Linked DNA regions of Mus musculus: region 2 is linked to region 1. A link is a contact called in public ChIA-PET data. All regions are on one chromosome and are shown on one strand. The core of a region is the stretch at or near the end of the contact, and the rest is flanking DNA. Distances in the headings are between cores, read along the strand shown.

What was found. ChIA-PET counts read pairs in DNA pulled down with a chosen protein or histone mark.
Region 2: a contact with region 1 is called in an RNA polymerase II ChIA-PET map of memory CD8 T cells, with 793 read pairs. The contact joins two enhancer-like sites. A contact is called at or near these places in 2 of 484 Hi-C or Micro-C datasets (CD4 T cells and uterus) and 6 of 115 datasets of contacts at active chromatin or transcription factors (CD8 T cells, bone marrow-derived macrophages, effector CD8 T cells and 3 more).

The regions. Positions count from the first base shown.
Region 1 is chr9:56,461,271-56,467,282 of GRCm38.p6, reverse strand. The region is part of intron 1 of Hmg20a (high mobility group 20A); the gene reads right to left. Among named protein-coding and RNA genes, the nearest start is that of Hmg20a, 46 kb to the right of the region's middle. Within about 2 kb of position 1,777, at least 178 of the 459 cell types and tissues checked have an H3K27ac peak or open chromatin away from gene starts, as enhancers often do. A contact at or near this core is called in CD8 T cells, bone marrow-derived macrophages, effector CD8 T cells and 3 more, where this site is marked.
Region 2 is chr9:56,322,383-56,328,346 of GRCm38.p6, reverse strand. All of the region lies in intron 2 of Peak1 (pseudopodium-enriched atypical kinase 1), which reads left to right. It overlaps Peak1os (a long non-coding RNA gene), which reads right to left. Exons shown (of 6, transcript XR_003948326.1): 6 at 3,205-3,719. Among named protein-coding and RNA genes, the nearest start is that of Peak1os, 84 kb to the right of the region's middle. Within about 2 kb of position 3,651, at least 60 of the 459 cell types and tissues checked have an H3K27ac peak or open chromatin away from gene starts, as enhancers often do. A contact at or near this core is called in CD8 T cells, bone marrow-derived macrophages, effector CD8 T cells and 3 more, where this site is marked.

The sequences.
Region 1 (6,012 bases), core at 528-3,027:
CTGCCTTTCTTAGCTTTATTACATCAGCAACAGAATAGAAACTGACCTAAATGTCTGTTTTCCTGACTTGGACACATCAGTTTAAATTCTGTGGTTAAGGGGCTTTTAACTATGGCTTTATCAACTAACCAGATGAAAAACACATTGGGGGCTACAACAATGGCGTAGGGTAAGTAAGAGTGGCAGGCACTGTACAAGCACCAGGAGCCCATCTTAATCCTCAGCACTCAGTATGAAGCTAGGTATGGCCCTGCAGCACACTTAGAAACCCAGTGCTGGGGAGAGGGGACAGACTGGAGAGTCACTGGGAATTACTGGAAGCCATGCTAGCTGACACAGTGAGCTCCAGAGTCAGTGAGAAGCCCTGTCTTAAGGGAATTCATGAGAAGTTGACAGACTAGGACACCCAATGGTCTTCTCTATATGCACAAATGTGTGCACATGTACACACATGAGAATACGCGACACATACATACACTACACATCATACAAATAAATGTAAACAAGCCCAGTTTTAATAAGCATGGCATACTTTGGAAAATCTTTTATTCATGCTCTAAACTGTTTTTTCCCATTCTTCCCCCCTCTTTCTTCCTCCTCCTCCTCCCCCTTTTTCATTGAATATTTTCTTTATTTATATTTCAAATGTTTTCCCCTTTCCAGGTCTCCCCTTCGGAAGCCCCTATCCCATGCCCCCTCTCCCTGGCTCTATAAGGGTGCTCCCCCACCCACCCACTATCTTCCCTGGCATTTTCCTACATTGGGACATCGAACACCTTCAGGCCTGAGGGCCAGTCCTCCCACTGATGTCCAACAAGGCCATCCTCTGCCACATATTTGGCCAGTGCCATGGGTCTCTACATGTGTACTCTTTGGTTGGTAGTGCCATCCCTGGGAGCTAAGTGGGGGTTGGGGGAGGGTCTGGCCAGTTGACACTGATGCTTCCTCCATGGGGTTGCAAACCCCCTCAGCTCCTTCAGTTCCTTCTCCAGTCCTCCATCGGGAACCCCACGCTCAGTCCAATAGTTGGCTGCGAGCACCTGCCTCTCTATTTGTCGGGCTCTGGCAGAGCTTCTCAGGAGACAGCCATATCAGGCTTCTGTCAGCAAGCACTTCCCGGCATCCACAATAGTGTCCAGGATTGGTGGCTGCATATGGGGTGGATCCCTAGATGGGGCAGTCTCTGGATGGCCTTTTCTTCAGTCTCTGCTCTACACTTTGTCTCCATATTTCCTCCTGTATTTTGTTCACCCTTCTAAGAGGCACTGAAGCATCCACATTTTGGCTTTCCTTCTTCTTGGGCTTCATATGGTCTGTGTCTCTAAAGTGTTCTTTAAGAAAGTAAACAACTTTAACTTATTATTGTTGTGTGTGCATTGCATGTGTGTGTGTGTACCACGGTTTTTGTGTGGAGGTCAGAGGTTGTTTTTCCACTGTGAGGTCTGTGCAGCAAGTGTTTTTACCCACTGCCCCATCTCCCCAGGCCATCAAAAGCATTCCTTTCCTGTAGAGATTTTTAGGTGGAGTGACCTAGAGGGGCTGAAACCTTGAGCAAGATATTTAGCCAATCACTTCAAGCTAAGATTTCACCATTGTGGACAGAGACAAAACTGCTGACTTAACTTACAAAGCTTAACTGACTTAACTTACTGAGAGGGATTAAGCTGAAAGTACTTCATAAACAGGCTACGACAGCAAGCGTTTGGAGAAGTACTATACGCAGTATTATTATTACAACACTACCAGCTCTTAGTCCCTCATGAATCATGCTCGGATTACATGGCAACAAACCGAGCCCTTCAAAAAGGAAATAGTGCAAAGGAAGCAGAGGGCGGAAGGCACACTGATGTGGTTCTGAGTCAGAGAAACCACACTTCCAGGTCAGAAACGTGCACCACTTCACTGCCACAACGCACAGCACGAATAGCATGCACCTGCGTCCAGCAAACAGCTCGGCTTAATTGAAGAAAACATATAAATCACAGGAGCCTGAGGTTATCGGACTGCAAGGATAAAAGGACAAAGAGACAAAGAGAGTAATTTCATTTAGCATATCTCTACAGAGAAGGATTTTTCCCTTTCAAGGTTTACCACCGAGGGCTTCACCCCATACAGTTAAAAGCAGCAGCCGCCGCCAATTCATCACGAAAGTGATATTCACACAAAACACTCAATAGTGACCCCAAACATCAGCCCCTTAAGTGGAACTGCAAAGCACTCAAGAGAGAAGGCGGCAATCAGTGGGTGAATTGAGATGTGAAGGAGGGATTTTACTGAGGCGGCCCTGGGCAGTCCTCCGTGCTACTGGGGAGGGGCGATTAAGGCCAGCACAGCAGCCAGAGCCAGCCAGTGTTCATCCTGGGGGGGGGCGGGGGGGGGAATCGGAACAGCTGCAGGTGATGCCGCCCCACATTCACACCGCTCGATGGTTTAATTCCCAAACACTAATACTGACGCTTTATTTCTTGTCTTAGTTGAGTTCACGTCTAAACGTATTATTTAGCAGACCAAGATCCATCCATAGCTGAACATGACAAAAGAAGCTTCTCTATTTATCTTGGGAACTCCGGCACACAGGAAGCCTGGAGGCAGAGGAGGCAGGCCTTCATGCCATGTGCAGAAGCTTGAGAGCATCTTCAGTTTCTTCAAGACAAGGTATTTTTTTACAGTGGAATGGCTCTAACAAGTACTGGAGAATTCCACTTGTTTTCTAGAATGATCCCAACTCACATATACCTAAGTTTTAATTCATATTATTTAAGACCAGACGAGAGGTTACCAATCCAGTGTTAATAATGTTCATTTAACTTGGTTCCTTCCCCACAAAGAGAGAGAGATACCATAGTCTAACAGTCACACAGCCTCCAGCCTAAAAAGGACTTGGTCAATGTATTTCTAAAAGTGTCCCTAGAAGTCACTGGCCTTCCAAGAGCCTCAGAACTGGGCATCTGAAGCTTTTTGGCACCATTTCCACATTCCTAAAGGGATATATTATTTGGCAGAGAACAAATTAAGTGTTTTTTTTTTTTTCCTCACTGTGTCAACATGGCCTTCTTAAGAGTGTTTTCCAGATATCTTAAGTCAGTTTTTGAAGTGTAGGGGGACAGCTGGATAACACAACCTTAACAACATATAAACAGACCACATAAACAAAGGAAGTTCAGAGAACACACTTTCCACCCCTCCCCCTACCCCCACCCCGCACTCTCTTAAGTTTGTGTTACTCAACCCATATGGCTTCAGATTCATTTTCTCAGTGGCAGGCCACTAAGAAATGAGTAATAAAGTGGGTGGAAGATAAAGGGGCCAAGATCAACAAAAGAAGGAAATGAAGAAAAGGCCAGTGAACGCCAGAGGCCTCTAAAGTAGTTCAGTAATTTGGGCAATACAGTGATTTTCAAGACTATGGCTTGGATCCCATGGGAAGGAGCCTTCATCTGGTCCATGATGGGGTGATTCAAACTGAATCACGGCTACTAAGCCACAGAAGGCCAAGAGTCCTTCAAGTGCATCATCTGGGCCTGACAATGGATCAGTACAGAGGTCACAGTGAACTCTGCAATCCCATGCAAGGCATTTAAGACATTTCATGAATGCTACTCTGGAAGGAGAAAGAAATGTGTACAAAGGCAAAGCAAAATACACAAATTTGCTTCTCTGCTGCAGTTTACATAAATATCATGCAAGATATTTCCTGGCAGAGGGACCTACCCAAGTCTTCTGGCTATAGTCCTAAAAAAATCCTATTATTTTGAGGCTTATGCTTTGAACTGAATCTGCACCTTAGCTTGGAAGCCCTCAGATTCCGTACTAACACTAACTATTCACTTAGCCAAGAGCTAAATTAAGATATATTAATAACTGATATGTTATAATTAAAAATTATATGACTCATACTAACTCACCATTCTCTCCGTGTAACAAGCTGGGATACCAAGTCATGATGGAAGCATGGTTTTGGGGCATCTGGAGAGATGGCCCAGTGGGTACTTTCCCTATCAAGAGTGAGGGTGTCTGGACAAAGCTGACAAATGTAATCCCAGCACTTGGGAGGGTGAGATGGAATTCCTGGGGCAAGCTGGTTAAGACAAGCTGAATCAGGAAGGTTTGGGTTCAACTGAGAGACTGTCTCAAAACAAAATAAGGAGAACAAGTCACCTAAAGTCAACTGCAGGCTTCTACATTTGTGCATACTCATGTGCACTTACGCATACCTGCAAACATGCACATATTCAACAAATAATAGCAAGAGGAATGTGGCTTCTGTTGACATAGGACAACAAAAAAGGAAATTGGGTGATGTTTAAAAACTGTTCCATGGACCAGGGAAAGGACTAGCACTGGCCAACAGCTCTGAGGACTTGGCTTTAATCCTAGAACCCATGGTAAAAGAGAGGACCAATCTTTGGGAGCTGTTCTCCGACCTCCACTTGCCAGCCATGCAACATGGGCAAGTGTCTGCTGTGTGTGCCTGATGGCCAGATCCACTGATGCAGGCTGTGAGCCCAGCACTCCTACAGGAAGATCAGAGGTCAAGGCACAACTCCCTGGAAGCTTTCTGGAGTACACATGCCAGGAGCATGCAGGGTGACAGAAACAGAGACTGCCTCACAAGATGGAAGGAGAAAACTTCAAAAGTTGTCTGGTTACCTTTACATGAGTTCTGTGACACATGTATACCCACACCCACACCCCTTACCCCTCCTACAAAATAATAATAAAAGAGGAAAAAAAAAACCCTCAACTATATATCACCTATAAAGAAAAGCATTTTAAATATAAAGATGCATACAATAGAAAGGGATAGAGACAGTGATACCATACTAACAAAAGGAAGTAGAAGTAACTAATATCAATTCCAGGTTAACTTTTACTCTGCAAAAGAAAATGTCAAAGGAATGAAAAGTAACCTACTTTTCAAATTGGGAGAAATATTTGTAAAAACCACATCTAATAAAAGAACAATTTAAAAACGGACCAAACCCTGCAGAACAGAACCTTATCAAAGAAGATAGACAGATGTCAAATAAGTATATATAGTGTTCAACATCACATGCCATTAAGTAATTGCAAATTAAAACTACTACTATCTATTAGATGGCCACAATCCAAAATAGTGACTACACTAAGTGCTGGCAAAGACATGGAGCAATAATATGCCCACTGTTGCTGCGAATGCAAAATGGTAAGTTCTGTGGAAGAAATTTAAGTTTCTTCCAAGAGTAAGTGTACTCTTACTATGTAATTCTGAATTCATGATCTTAGGTATTTGGCTAATTGAGTTAAAAACTATGTCCGTATAAAACCTGCTAGATGTGGGTATTTATAGTAGTTTTATTCATTTCTGCCAAACCTGGATATAATGAAATGAAAATGTCTTTCAGTGGGTAAATAAAGTGTGGTATAATTAGATAATAGCATGCTATTCAATAATATAAAGAATGAGCTAGCAAGCCATGGCAAGGCACAGAGGAAACAATACATATTACTAAGTAAAAGACATCAATATGAAAAGTAATATTGTATGAGTCTACTATTTTGATATCCTACAGAGTAAAAATAACTAGTTTTGCCAGGATTTGGTGTGGGGAACAATGAATGTGGAGCTTTTTAGTGAACTGAAACTATCCTGTAGGGTAATACAGCACGGGACAGATATCATACGTCTGTAAAAACCCACAGCATGTATACCACCAAAAGTAAACCTTGGTGTGAATTATAGTGATGTGCCAATTTCGTACTGTTTACTACATATGTGCCATCCTGGCCAGGATGTTGACAGTGGGGTCAGCTGTGGGTGTGTGGGAATGGCGAATGCATAGAATTCTAGGTGCCTCATTTTTCCCTGAGGGTCTAAAGCTGCTTAAAAAATAGAGTTCATTCATTTAAAAATTAATGTATTAGATTTTTAGCAATTATATAATTTACATGTTTTTTGGCACATAACCAGGTGGGTATAAATACAACTGACTTTGCTATGCTTACACGTTTAAGTGGAGGAAGTGGAAGTAC
Region 2 (5,964 bases), core at 2,402-4,901, 140 kb after region 1:
TTTTATTAGGATTCATTCTTGTCATAGATTCCATTAGCTTGGACAAATATATAATGACACATTATAATGTGTACTTTATCATAATGTCATATAGAGGACTTTCATGACCTGAGATCTTCAGTGTCCTGTTTAGTCATCCCTCTGTTCTCTCCCATTATTTTGTTTTTGTTTTTTCTGTTTCCATAGTTCCATAGTTAGATGCAAGCAATGTGGTCAGTTCAGTTTGACTTGTTTTTAACCTATTATAGGTAAAGATACTTTGACTTTCTTTTTTAGCAAAAGATTCTTGCTGGGCTGTGGAGGTCACACCCTTAGTCCCAGCACTGAGGAGGCAGAGGCCAGTGGGTCTCCGAGTTCAAGGCCAGCCAGGGCTACTCAGAGACACCCTGTCTTGAAAAACCAAAGTGTTGGGGTAGGGGTGGGGGTATAAAATGATTTTTACTTTTAGATAATGTAAGTAAGCCTTATAAAAGAATTCACAAATTAGGAAGTTACAGACATAATGCACAGAGGCCTGTTAGCACTATTCCCTTTATTAGTTACACCTTATTTGACTAATACAGTATTAAAGGCAAGAAACCAATATTGGTGCAAATGAGTATATAGTTCTGTGGCATTGCATCACACCTAGATTCCTGTAGCCAACATTGCATTCCTTTGCTATCATATTATCTTTTTATGTAGCAGTGCCCCTTGCCCTTGTCTGTAGGGGACACTGGGCGGGACCTCCAGTGCGAAGCTGAAAGCAAAGGCACTTGTCATACTGTAAATAAACCATCTTCTGTCCCTATTGCAGATCTTAGTAACTCAGCATGGAACACTTTTCTTTGTTAAATTGAAGACTTTCACCATTTCACTTGAAGTTCCCTTATGGCTTCTCTTTGGTGTTTCTGAAGTGTTAGCCTCATTATTGTTAATGAATTCTCTTTCATCCTTTGCTTCAGTACTGATTTCTTTTGTTCAGTCTAGCCACAGATTTCTTAGTGTTATTAATACTTGCTCAAAAAAAACCAAAACAAAACAAAACAGTCTTCAGTTTCATGGATTTTTCTCTGGTTTTCGGCTGGCTATTTTATTTATTTGTTTAGTTTTTGTTATTATCCACTTATTTTGATTTAATTTGCTTTCCCCCACCCCATAGAATCTTAGGCAATTGCTTTTAGTCTTTTACCTCCTTAATAAAAGTAGAAGAAACTATAAATGTGCTCAGAACATCTTAGGAGAAGTATCTCGCAGATTTTGTATTTAGATTTCCACTTTTATTTGACTCAAATTATTTTATATTTTCCTATGATTTTCTCATTTACTGTATAGATTATTTTAGAAGTATATTGTTTGATTTCTGAATGTTTGGGGCTTTGTAGAATCTCTCTCTTGCTGTTTTCTGACTTGATTTCATGTGGTTTCCGTTCCTTCGGTTTATACAGCCTTATTCTTGTTGAGGCAGCGGTGTGTTCTGAGAAACGCCTTGGTCATCCTAAAGGCGCTGCGCTGCTGTGGACCAGTGTTGAGTGATGCTCTGTGTTGAGCGATGCTCAGTGTTCAGTGATGCTCAGCTTTCTCAGATCTCCCTCCTGTGTGTTTGGAACACTTGTTCTTTTAGTTCATGGGAATCTGGTGTCTTCTGCAGTGCTGGCATCTGCCCATGGTTTCTGACAGCTTTTGCTTCACTCATTTTGTACCTCTGGCGTGCACACTTAGGATTTCCCCACTTTTTGAATAAATTCTCTTGTAGACTCTAAAATGCCCTTCAATCTCTGACAATAAGTCTTCTACTGTACTTTATATAAATGGGGCTGTTCCATATTAACATTAAAGGGTTTTTGTCTTTCTAATTTAAACCTGTTGCCTTATTTTTGTGTGTGTGTTGAGGGGGGTCAAGGGGAATAATATATGTTTGGATCTTAAACATTTTATGTCTTAATTATTTACTTGGAGATTTTGTTGTTGTTTTGTTTTGAGACATGATCTTGCTATGTAGCCCAGGCAAGCCCAAACTCAAAATTCTATGTCCCATTCCTCTTACATGGGTCACCATGACCCAGTTATAAAGTGGGCCCTATACATTGAAGATTTAGAGCAAGACATGTACAGCTGTGGTAGTAGAGCACTTGCTTAGCATGTACAAGGCTGTGGATTTAGTCCTAGCTCGATATGGAAGATAATTTATGTTTAATATATTAATAGGTTTTGTATTGAATCTGTCCCCTCACTAGTTTGTTCTCTGTTACTCATCCCTTCAAAGTAATCATGCTGTTAGATTCTGTTTAGTTTCTTTTCTTGGTTCATTTGGGCCACCATCAGTTTATTTTCGAGTCTATGTCCTTGGCTTTTGTTGTTTTAGTTCTTGCTCTATGAATGTAATACATCTCTTTTCTTAGAACGGCATCACATCGTGCCTCATAAGATGTGGTTTTTACAAGAGTGGTTTTTTTCCACTATGTCAGTTTTTGGTTTTTCTTTTGATTTTTGGTGTGTGTGTGTACACGTAACAAGTATGATACACTTGTTAAGATCGAAAAGCAAGTTTGTGAAGTAACTTTGTGGAGTCCTCTATCATGTGAGTCCTGGCCATCAAATCTTCAAGCTTGGTGGCAAGTGCCTTCACTCCCTAAGCCATCTCTCTAGCCTACCCTTAAATTTTTTTTCCTCCCCTCTTGCTCTCTGCACTTCCCTTTAGGTAAATTTTGTTGCTCTGTCTGTAAGTTCACCAATGCCTCTTTTCTTCAGAATATAAACTATTCTTTGTCTATTCCACGCAATTTCCTCTTAAATCTTAAATTTTTATTTGTCCATTTTGTTTTGAAAATCCTCAAATTCACTTACACTCACCGTGTTCCTGTTTTCATTCATATCCTGGACCATTCGAAGAATAGAATTAAAGAATCACTTTATATGTTTGTTGCCTGCTAATTGTCTCATTTCTTAGTGTCTCTAGATGGATATTTTCCTGGTTATGAATTACAGTTTTACTGCCTCTTAAAATATCCAGTAGTTTCATTAAATGACAGATAGCTGTGAATTTTCTATTCCTATTAAATTTTGTTTCTTTAAAGAACATTGGACTTTCCCTAAAAGACAACTTGCTAATTGCATACTAATTTGTTGCCTTCTAGCCTAAGCTCAGATGACTTCCATACAAGTTCAGAGTAGTCCCCCCCCCCCTCCCCCAAGGCTGTGATGTGTCTGTGATGTGGCCCATCTGTGGTCCTCCTGGTTGGTTTGTATATTCAGTAAGGTTTTTCCCTTCATGCTAGAGAGAATTTGTTAATTTTCTGCTCAGTGTCAGCTTTGAGAATCATTTATGTTTTTATTCCTTGTTAACTTTATTTCCTCGGACTTTCATCCTTTCGGGAAATGCTACCGTTGCATACAAGTGTTCGTATAGCTGACACTCAGGAACCCGGTCCCGATTCTAGGAAACCCGTTCGCCCTCTCAGCAGCTCTGCTGTGTGATCTTCAGCCACACCGGTCTCCTCCAGTGTTCTGCTCAAGTTGACAGGATTGCAAGGCTCTGTTTGGTTCTTACTGCGTTGCAGTGGAAACCGCTTTTTGCCGGAGAGGGAAGCTCTTTCTTCCTTCTCTGTAGTCCTGGTCCCCACGCCTGAGTCTGAAATGGTCTTTTCCTGTTTTCTTTACCATGTGGTTCTTGTTTGCAGTGGGAGGATCATTCCAGACGTGTTTACTCCCTCGTGGTCAAAAGCAGATGTGGAATCATTCTAGAACGAGTTATAACACCTTTGCAAAATTCCAAAACTCTCAGATTCCAAAGCTATTTTTAATCACTATTGTTATGAATAATCTTGTTTCTACTGTGGAAATGTTATTTACATTTCAACTCAAAAAGCCCATTACAACTTTAAATCAGAACTGGTCAGAAGACAATGATGTGTCATACCTAACAAATTTTATAACTCAACAAAAAAGGGTTTTTTTTTTTTTTTAGTATAAAACTGACTTCATATTATTGGATAATAACTGTAAATATAAAAATACTATTTAACGTTTCCTTACAAGTATAAAGGAATAAAGTAGCAGTGGGTAATGACCTAAAATAAACTATTTGACCTAGAGTTTATTTAATTTTTTTTCACATAATATATTTTGATCATGTTTCTCCCTCCTCCCATACTCTGCCCAGCTCCCTACCCACCCAAACCTATCTTCTCGTCATCTCTGTCTCTTACTCTCACTCTATCCAAAGAACAAAAAGAAATAAAACAAACAAAAAAAGCCTACCGAGAAACGCCCATTAAGGCCGTTAGCATTTTAAACCGTATTTCCTCTTACATTGGAGGATAGTGATACTGAACTGAACTTAGATTGTGTCAGGAGTTGGAAAACATTAATTATAAAGGGAGACTTTGCAGGCAGTCAGCTTACTATGCTCTGGTCGCTACTTACCCATGCCCTTATATAGTTCAAAAGCAACCGGAGATGATACATAAACAAAAGAACTGGAAACCTTATTTTTAGATAATGAACTTTAAATCTCATATAATTTTTATGCTCAAAATACTCTCCTTTTGATTTTTTCAATTGTTTTAAAATATAAAAACTATTTTTAGCTTGTAGACTATAAATAAGCAGGTGACAAGTTTGGCTTGGCTCCTAGCTCATGGCTTTGACTATGCCTGCTCTGTCTAACTATATTTTCCAGTGAGATGTTGGATTCCCAGGAGATTGATGCGTTGTACTTCAGTTGTGATATTTTTACTTAAAACTATCCCCTATTATTAAGTTTAATAATAAAGCAAACATGTTTGGGCCTATAGGACTTTTGAGAGAGACTGTAGTACAGAGGTTATGTTAGGAGCTGGACACGATGGCATGTGTCTGTATTCTCAGTTACTCAGGCTGAGCTGTGGAGTTTGATATCAACCTGAGCAGCATAGTGAGTCACTCAGTGTCTGTCTGTCCCTCTTTCTCCCTGTCTCTTGTCCCTCTCAATAGCTGTCTTTTGCCACTTTGTGGGGTCTTCTTTCTTCCACTATTCTCCACCCTTTCAATTCCTAACACTAGGTTGGAGAGAAAGAGATTCTTAAATCTAATTTCTTTCTTTTTGTTTCTTCTTCGACCATGACTACTACCAAACAGCAACCAACCCTCCCAAATGACCAACTTTGACCAGCCCTGCTTCTCTGGGGCCCTGGCCTTTATATACCTTATGAAAAATCCCCAGAATTCCAAATGCCACATATTGCAGAAGCTATCTGCAATTATTTGCAATATTAATGTTGCAAAACCATGCCTCTGTTAGAGCACAAGACAGTTCATAGTCAGCTGCTAGGGACACTGAAGCAGCACATCCCACACCTGGGATTACAGTGTAAACCTATTATAATAGTTCTGTCTTTTTTTAAAGAAACCAAAATTCTGTCTTTGTCTCTCTGTCTGTCTCTATCTCCCTGACACATACTCCCTCTTTCATATACACGCATGTATGCACGCATGGTGGCAGAGGCATCTGGCATCCTCTGTTAGGAAGAAAAGAGAGGCAAATTCTGTTGTTCAATTCACTTTTGGTCCCAGTCCTTAAATTGATGGCACAGTTATTTAGAGTAGGTCTTCCCAGCACAGTTAACCCAGTCTAGAAATTTCCTTATAGGCTTGTCTCCTAGGTGAATCTAGATCTGTCAGGTTGACATGACAGTCACTGTTATCCATCACAGTTATTTTGTGATGAAGTTGACTTTGTTTTAATAAACAAAAGGTTCTGAGTTCGAGGCCAGCCTGGTCTACAAAGTGAGTTCCAGGACAGCCTGGGCTATACAGAGAAACCCTGTCTCGAAAACACCAAAAAAAAAAAAAAAAAAAAAAAAAAAATGGAAAAGAAAAGATTTTAAACTTCATATCAATTCCACTTACAAGATTCTGGATTTTCTAATCCCTAGTTTTCAATCCTGGACCAAAGCTTCTTTGATTATTGCCTGCTCTTCTGGAATGCCTTCTGCATATCTTGGT